2 separate regions of the Sus scrofa genome follow, and region 1 is linked to region 2. A link is a contact called in public HiChIP or PLAC-seq data. All regions are on one chromosome and are shown on one strand. Each heading gives the region's core, a stretch centred on a gene start, on an enhancer-like site or on the middle of the called end of the contact. The rest is flanking DNA. Distances are from core to core; before and after follow the strand shown.

Evidence for each region. HiChIP or PLAC-seq counts read pairs in DNA pulled down with a chosen protein or histone mark.
Region 1: an H3K27ac HiChIP or PLAC-seq map of skeletal muscle shows a contact between it and region 2, with 2.8 times the contacts expected there. The contact joins the enhancer-like site here to the promoter of ZNF503 in region 2. A contact is called at or near these places in 1 of 5 promoter capture datasets (liver), 4 of 47 Hi-C or Micro-C datasets (embryonic fibroblasts, fetal skeletal muscle, skeletal muscle and 1 more) and 1 of 2 datasets of contacts at active chromatin or transcription factors (skeletal muscle).

Annotation. Positions count from the first base shown.
Region 1 is chr14:78,071,160-78,073,925 of Sscrofa11.1, reverse strand. The region is part of intron 2 of LRMDA (a long non-coding RNA gene); the gene reads right to left. Among named protein-coding and RNA genes, the nearest start is that of LRMDA, 110 kb to the right of the region's middle. Within about 2 kb of position 1,420, at least 10 of the 83 cell types and tissues checked have an H3K27ac peak or open chromatin away from gene starts, as enhancers often do. A contact at or near this core is called in skeletal muscle, where this site is marked.
Region 2 is chr14:77,927,345-77,930,044 of Sscrofa11.1, reverse strand. It overlaps ZNF503 (zinc finger protein 503), which reads left to right and starts at 1,291. Exons shown (of 2, transcript XM_021073148.1): 1 at 1,291-2,366. The coding sequence starts at 2,064. LOC106506044 (a long non-coding RNA gene) reads right to left here and starts at 625. Exons shown (of 3, transcript XR_001301017.2): 1 at 1-625.

The DNA of each region.
Region 1 (2,766 bases), core at 171-2,670, 140 kb before region 2:
CTTTCCCAGTTCTAACAAGTGAGGGGGAAGGCAAAAACAAAACAAAAACAAACAAACACCTTTTTCCTCGCATCTGATAACCACTTTTAAGATCTTGAAGATATTTTCCAATAAAACCAACGCTCTAATGGTGAGGTTCTCAGGCTAGCCCACAAAGGTATTTCACCTAAAGGGTGCTCTTCTGCACAAGTGAATTTTGTGAGACAGCCTGGAAACCAATCATTATTTAAACTTGCACTTTTTAAGAATATAAAATCTAAATGCACTAGCAATTAACAACAAATTTGGGAGGGTCAGAGACTAAACATAAGGTAAACGACCACCATCAAATCTCTTCTCAACCTTCTCTTCATCCAGAAGTTCTCACTAACCTGCCCACCTTCCTCTTAGACTCTCCATCAAAACACCTAAGTATGAACACACATATATACATATATACACACACAGCTTCCTTTTATTCTTAAGCGCATTTGTGGTTGAGGTTTTAGAGATCTTTCTTGGCACTCTTTTGAAGTGGTTTCTTGGTGTGAAACTGTGTATGGGCAGAGGTAGGGTGAGGGACCCAAACTTGAAAAATGCCCAAAAGCACAGGCCCTAGTGGGGAAATGCATTCAGGGACCCCTGAATCAGAACTGCTAAGTTTCTGTCACCGACAGGAGTGAAAATTCCCAAGTGCCATAGATCATCTGGGACATTTCAGCTTACCATCATATTTTATCAAAAAATTACATTCAAGGAAGGGGAAGAGGGAAGAAGGGAGGATAGGCATAGGGAGGGAGGAAAAGCCACATAAAAGTTCTGAAATACATCAATGTCCAGAAATGGGAAAGGAAAAAAATTAAAAGAAACCTTTGGAGAATTTAAAAAACATGAAATAAAATATCTATCTTATTTCAGAATCCTGGAGTAAATAATATTTCTGATGCCCCCATAGAGAGTCCAATCCAGCCAGCAAAACAAACACAAATACAAATAAATACTGGGCTAGTGAATTAGGGACAGTACACAGAGGAATTTGAAAATAGGATGAGGGTTGTGTGCAGAAATGGGATCCTTCCTCCCTCCTCCCCCCACTCCCCAATTTTATTTTCTTGAAGTCAAATCCATTATTTTGAAAACACCATTTGAAATCCGAAAGAAATAGCAAAACACAGTATTGTGGTATTCCAAAGTAATATCTCTTGTTTATAACCATATAAATTTAGCCCCTGGCACTAGAGGGCTTATATAATAGAATAGAGTTATTTTAACAGCGCCCTGTTAAAGAAGAAGCAAAATGTTCAGCTCATTTTCTCCAGTGGGAGGGACACATGGCCTCATGCGAGAGAGGGAACATGCCTAAGTCATTACCGCGGGAAAGCAATCCGTCAAAGCCGGGTCGCTCTGGCATGGCCAACACCACTGGCGAGATCACAGAGGCAGCCTCTGCTTGCAATTACCAGGGAAGGACCTTGGCTCTAGGCAGCCTGCTATCAATTACTACCCTGGCCTCGCCGCTTGGACTTGTCAATTTCCCAGTGTCTTCTGTTTTGTAACAGTAAGAAAAAGGGCTCCTCCTGACTGATTCTTGGAAGTTTCTCATGTGTTGTGTCACTCCTCGGTGTCATTAACAATTCAATTAAAATTTCACAGCACACAGGCAGGCAGCACTGGACAGGGGCGGGAAGGGGCCGGGTGGAGGAGATTTCCGAAGGGCCTGCAACGGGGCCACGTCGGATGGAGCGAATCCCATCTTGCAACTTCTTTGACTTCTCGAGTCAGGCTTGCATGTGTCTCCCATCTGACGCGATGCTGGCTGTCATCTTGGCAAGAGGACATGTTTGATGTTCTCACCCCGCTGGGGGTGCAGTGATGGGAAGGAATTTCAGGCTGGCTAGAAACACAATCTCACACATTATTGCACTAAAACTTTTGGCTCCCCAGTGAATAATTATAAATATTCATCATCAGCTCTAGTAATCTACAGTGAGTTCTAGAAACTTCTTTTTCTCCATTTGCTTCCCCCTACCCCCCATCTGGGGCCTCCTGCTTTTTCTTGGTCTTCTGAGTGGGGCTGTCTCTAAGAATTTAGAGACGGGGTGTAAATCACAATTAAATTCTTCAGGAAGGTGGATGACTGGGAATGTTAACACAGGATGGCTGGCAACAAGAAAGACTCGCTACTGTCATTATTAACTCTGTGAAAGTGCAAACACTCCTTTGTCTCGCTGGATGATGGAGGTATACACACTCACGTGCTTTTAAGCATCCCAAGGGTTTAGGGCAAAACGGGGGGGAAAAAAAGTTTCAGGCTTAAGACTTCTGAGGCCGCTTTCTCTCTAACCCTCTCAATGAGTTTAGTCATGCAAGGAAAGATTCTTTAAAGTTACCAAAGACTTTGTTTAATGCCCAAGAAAATGCAGACTGTCAGCACCCTTTGTCAGGTTTTGGTGGCTTAAGTCCATTCCCCAATACACTGGTGACCCTCCACCCCTCATTCACTAGTTTCTTTTTGACATCAAGCGCTGGATAATTGTTTGATTTCCTTCTAGGTAAAAGGAGATTAAATGCCCAGCTGCAACAGCTGACACACAAAAGGGAAAATATAGTTTAACCACCATATTTATCAAGATAATTTTTCTTCCACACGCTGATTAATAACATTAGCCAACCATCGCCTTCAGCTTGGGGGTGGGGGGAGGGAGTGGGAAGGGACATGTCCCCCTTGAAAGTCTCAGAAACAGGAGTTGACAGTTCAAGGCAAAAATGATTTGCATGTAAATTCTG
Region 2 (2,700 bases), core at 42-2,541:
GCCAGTGTTCCCACAGGCAGCCACTCCCTCCCTCTCTCGTTCCTTCTTTCTGCTTTCTCTGAGCAGGTCAGTCCCGGCTCGGCGTTCCAATAAATTCTAGCGGGCAGAGGGGAGTAACACCGGCTATCTAGCCTGCGGGGATGGCGCAAGGTGAAGGAAGGGTTGAGGAGGGGGCATGAGTGAGCCTGAAATGTATCTCTCCCAAACACACACGGTCAGGCCTCTTCTTTGTAGCCTCCTAGCCCTAGCCACGATTGTGGAGACGTCAAAGAATTGAGGCTAGGGGTACCCCATCATTGACCTCCAGGACTCAAGGTTATATTGGTGGTGTGGCTCTTAGAAGTCTCCGAGTTTAGGGTCCCGGCACTACGCGGGGTGGGGTCCGCGGCAGGGCAGCCTAAAGACTGAACGCTACACGTCCAGGAGGGACTATCTTGACTGGGGGCTGGGGGTAGGGGTGGAAATCTCCCGTGTTAGACGTCGCCACCGCCCGTCTCGATACCCGGAGCGGCTCCTAACTCCGCGGCCCCAATGGACAGGAAACCCAGAGGTGGAAGGGTGTACCTATCTCCGATATCGAAAGGAACGAGGCGCACACCCCAGGCCAGAGCACCCCTCCCGGCGCCCTGGGCGCACCTGCGCACTTTACTCTCACTATTCATTTTCCCGACACTGAGCGTCTTTCTCCTCTTCCATTCTTTTTCTTAGAGCCCCCAGCTCTCATCCCAGGAGGCTGCTCCTCTTTCCCCCTCTTCCAATTCCCCCTCGGTCTCTTCCTCTCCGTCTCTCTCTCCCTCTTTTTCCCTTCAAGTCGCACCCGCCTTGTAATCAGCAACAAAAGCTGACATAAATCACCGGCGGATTGACAAGAGCTGACAAATAACTGATTGATTGCGGTCGAGGAACATTGACAATTGATGGAGGGGTGGAGATGCCCAAAGAACTGGTGGGGAGGGGGGAGAAGAAGAGAGGGTGGCAGGGGAGAGTAAGAATGGGGGGGGGCGCTGAGTGTGAAACAGAGGAAACATGTGACCCCCGCTCCTGCCCCAATCTGCGCATCCCCGGGCGTCACGTGGCCGGGAAGGGCGGGGAGCCTAGCACACCCAGCGGAGACGTGCCTCCACCGCCTCCTCTTCCCACCTGACTTCTGGTTTCTCCGCCGCCGAATCTCAAGAAATCAAAGCGGGCGGGCAGCCGGACCAACTCCAACGCCTGCTCCCCACCTTTCCTTACCCAGGCGGCCGCACCGCAATTGATTTCAGTTACTGAGGAGGAGGAGAGAATATTTACTGTGTGCGCCCCCTGTGCGTCCCTGGAGTTGACAGTCCGGCTGTGGTCCAGATTCCTGCCGGAGCTCCTTACGAACACCCTCAATCTATTCCTCATACGCACCCTCCTGCAAAAGGTTTCAGTTTATTCTCGAGCTGGGGAAAGGAAGGACGACGAGGAAGAAAAAAGAGGGAGGCGGCAGATAGCAAACGTAGAATAAATGTCCAGCTCGTCCTCCGAGCGAAATCAAGGGAGGGGACACGCAGGGGGAGAGGCGAAGTGGGAGCTGCCCATTAAAACCAGTGCTGAGAGTCCTGGCGGCGGCGGCAGCAGCGGCGCGGGACGCGTCACATCCCCTTGACCCTCCAATCACCTCGGGCTCCCATTTGATTGGAAGGCGGCAAAGGCTTTAATCTCCCCCTCGGTGCAGCTGCTTTTGAAGTGAGTTTCCTCGCCAGAGCCCCGGCTGGACAGGCAGCGGCTCACATCGCAGAGCGCAGCGCCAGCGCCGGGCCGCGAGTGCGCAGCGCAGGGGCACAGCCCGAGGCGGATACGGCGAGCCACCCGGCACTCCCGCAGTCGGGCCGGCTCCTCCCGCTCGGCCACGGCTCCGCTGCGGGCCACCCAGGATTATTCGCTTCTGGCTCCAGGCGCCGAGAAGGCGCGCTGGGCGCCGGTGGCCGCCTCGCCAGCTCCTCCTGCTGCTCCTGCTCCCCGGGCGAGCGCGCAGCCCCGAGCCCGCCCCGCGCCTCGCGGAGCCCTCCCCCCGCTGCTCCCATGCGCGCGGGTGGGTCATGAGCACAGCGCCCTCGCTTTCTGCCCTAAGAAGCAGTAAGCACAGCGGCGGCGGCGGCGGCAGCAGTGCGGACCCTGCCTGGACCAGCGCGCTCTCTGGAAATAGCTCCGGCCCCGGCCCAGGCTCGTCCCCGGCCGGCAGCACCAAGCCTTTTGTGCACGCCGTGCCCCCCTCTGACCCTCTCCGCCAGGCTAACCGCCTGCCTATCAAGGTGCTGAAGATGCTGACCGCACGGACTGGCCACATTTTGCACCCCGAATACCTGCAGCCCTTGCCTTCCACTCCTGTCAGCCCCATAGAGGTAAAGACCCTATCCCCGGATCGCGCTGGGACCACCACCCGGCTGCTGCTCTCGGGATCTGGGGGTTGGAAGGTGGGGGTATCGGAGTGATTCAGCTTCGGGATGGGGGGAGAGGATAGTGCTCCCGCACCTTAAAACTAGGGTGGAAAGGGGGGAGGAGGTAGAACGGGGTGTGAATGCTGAGAGACAAGGCAGCCAAAACTTGTTTCTCCCTTTGGTATTAAAACGCCTTCCACGACTCAGGCCCCCTTACTTTCAGCCCAGAAGACCTACTGGAGTCCAAAATATGGTTGGTTCCAAAGTCGCAGTCCTCCGGTTCCCCAGAAGCTGGTTA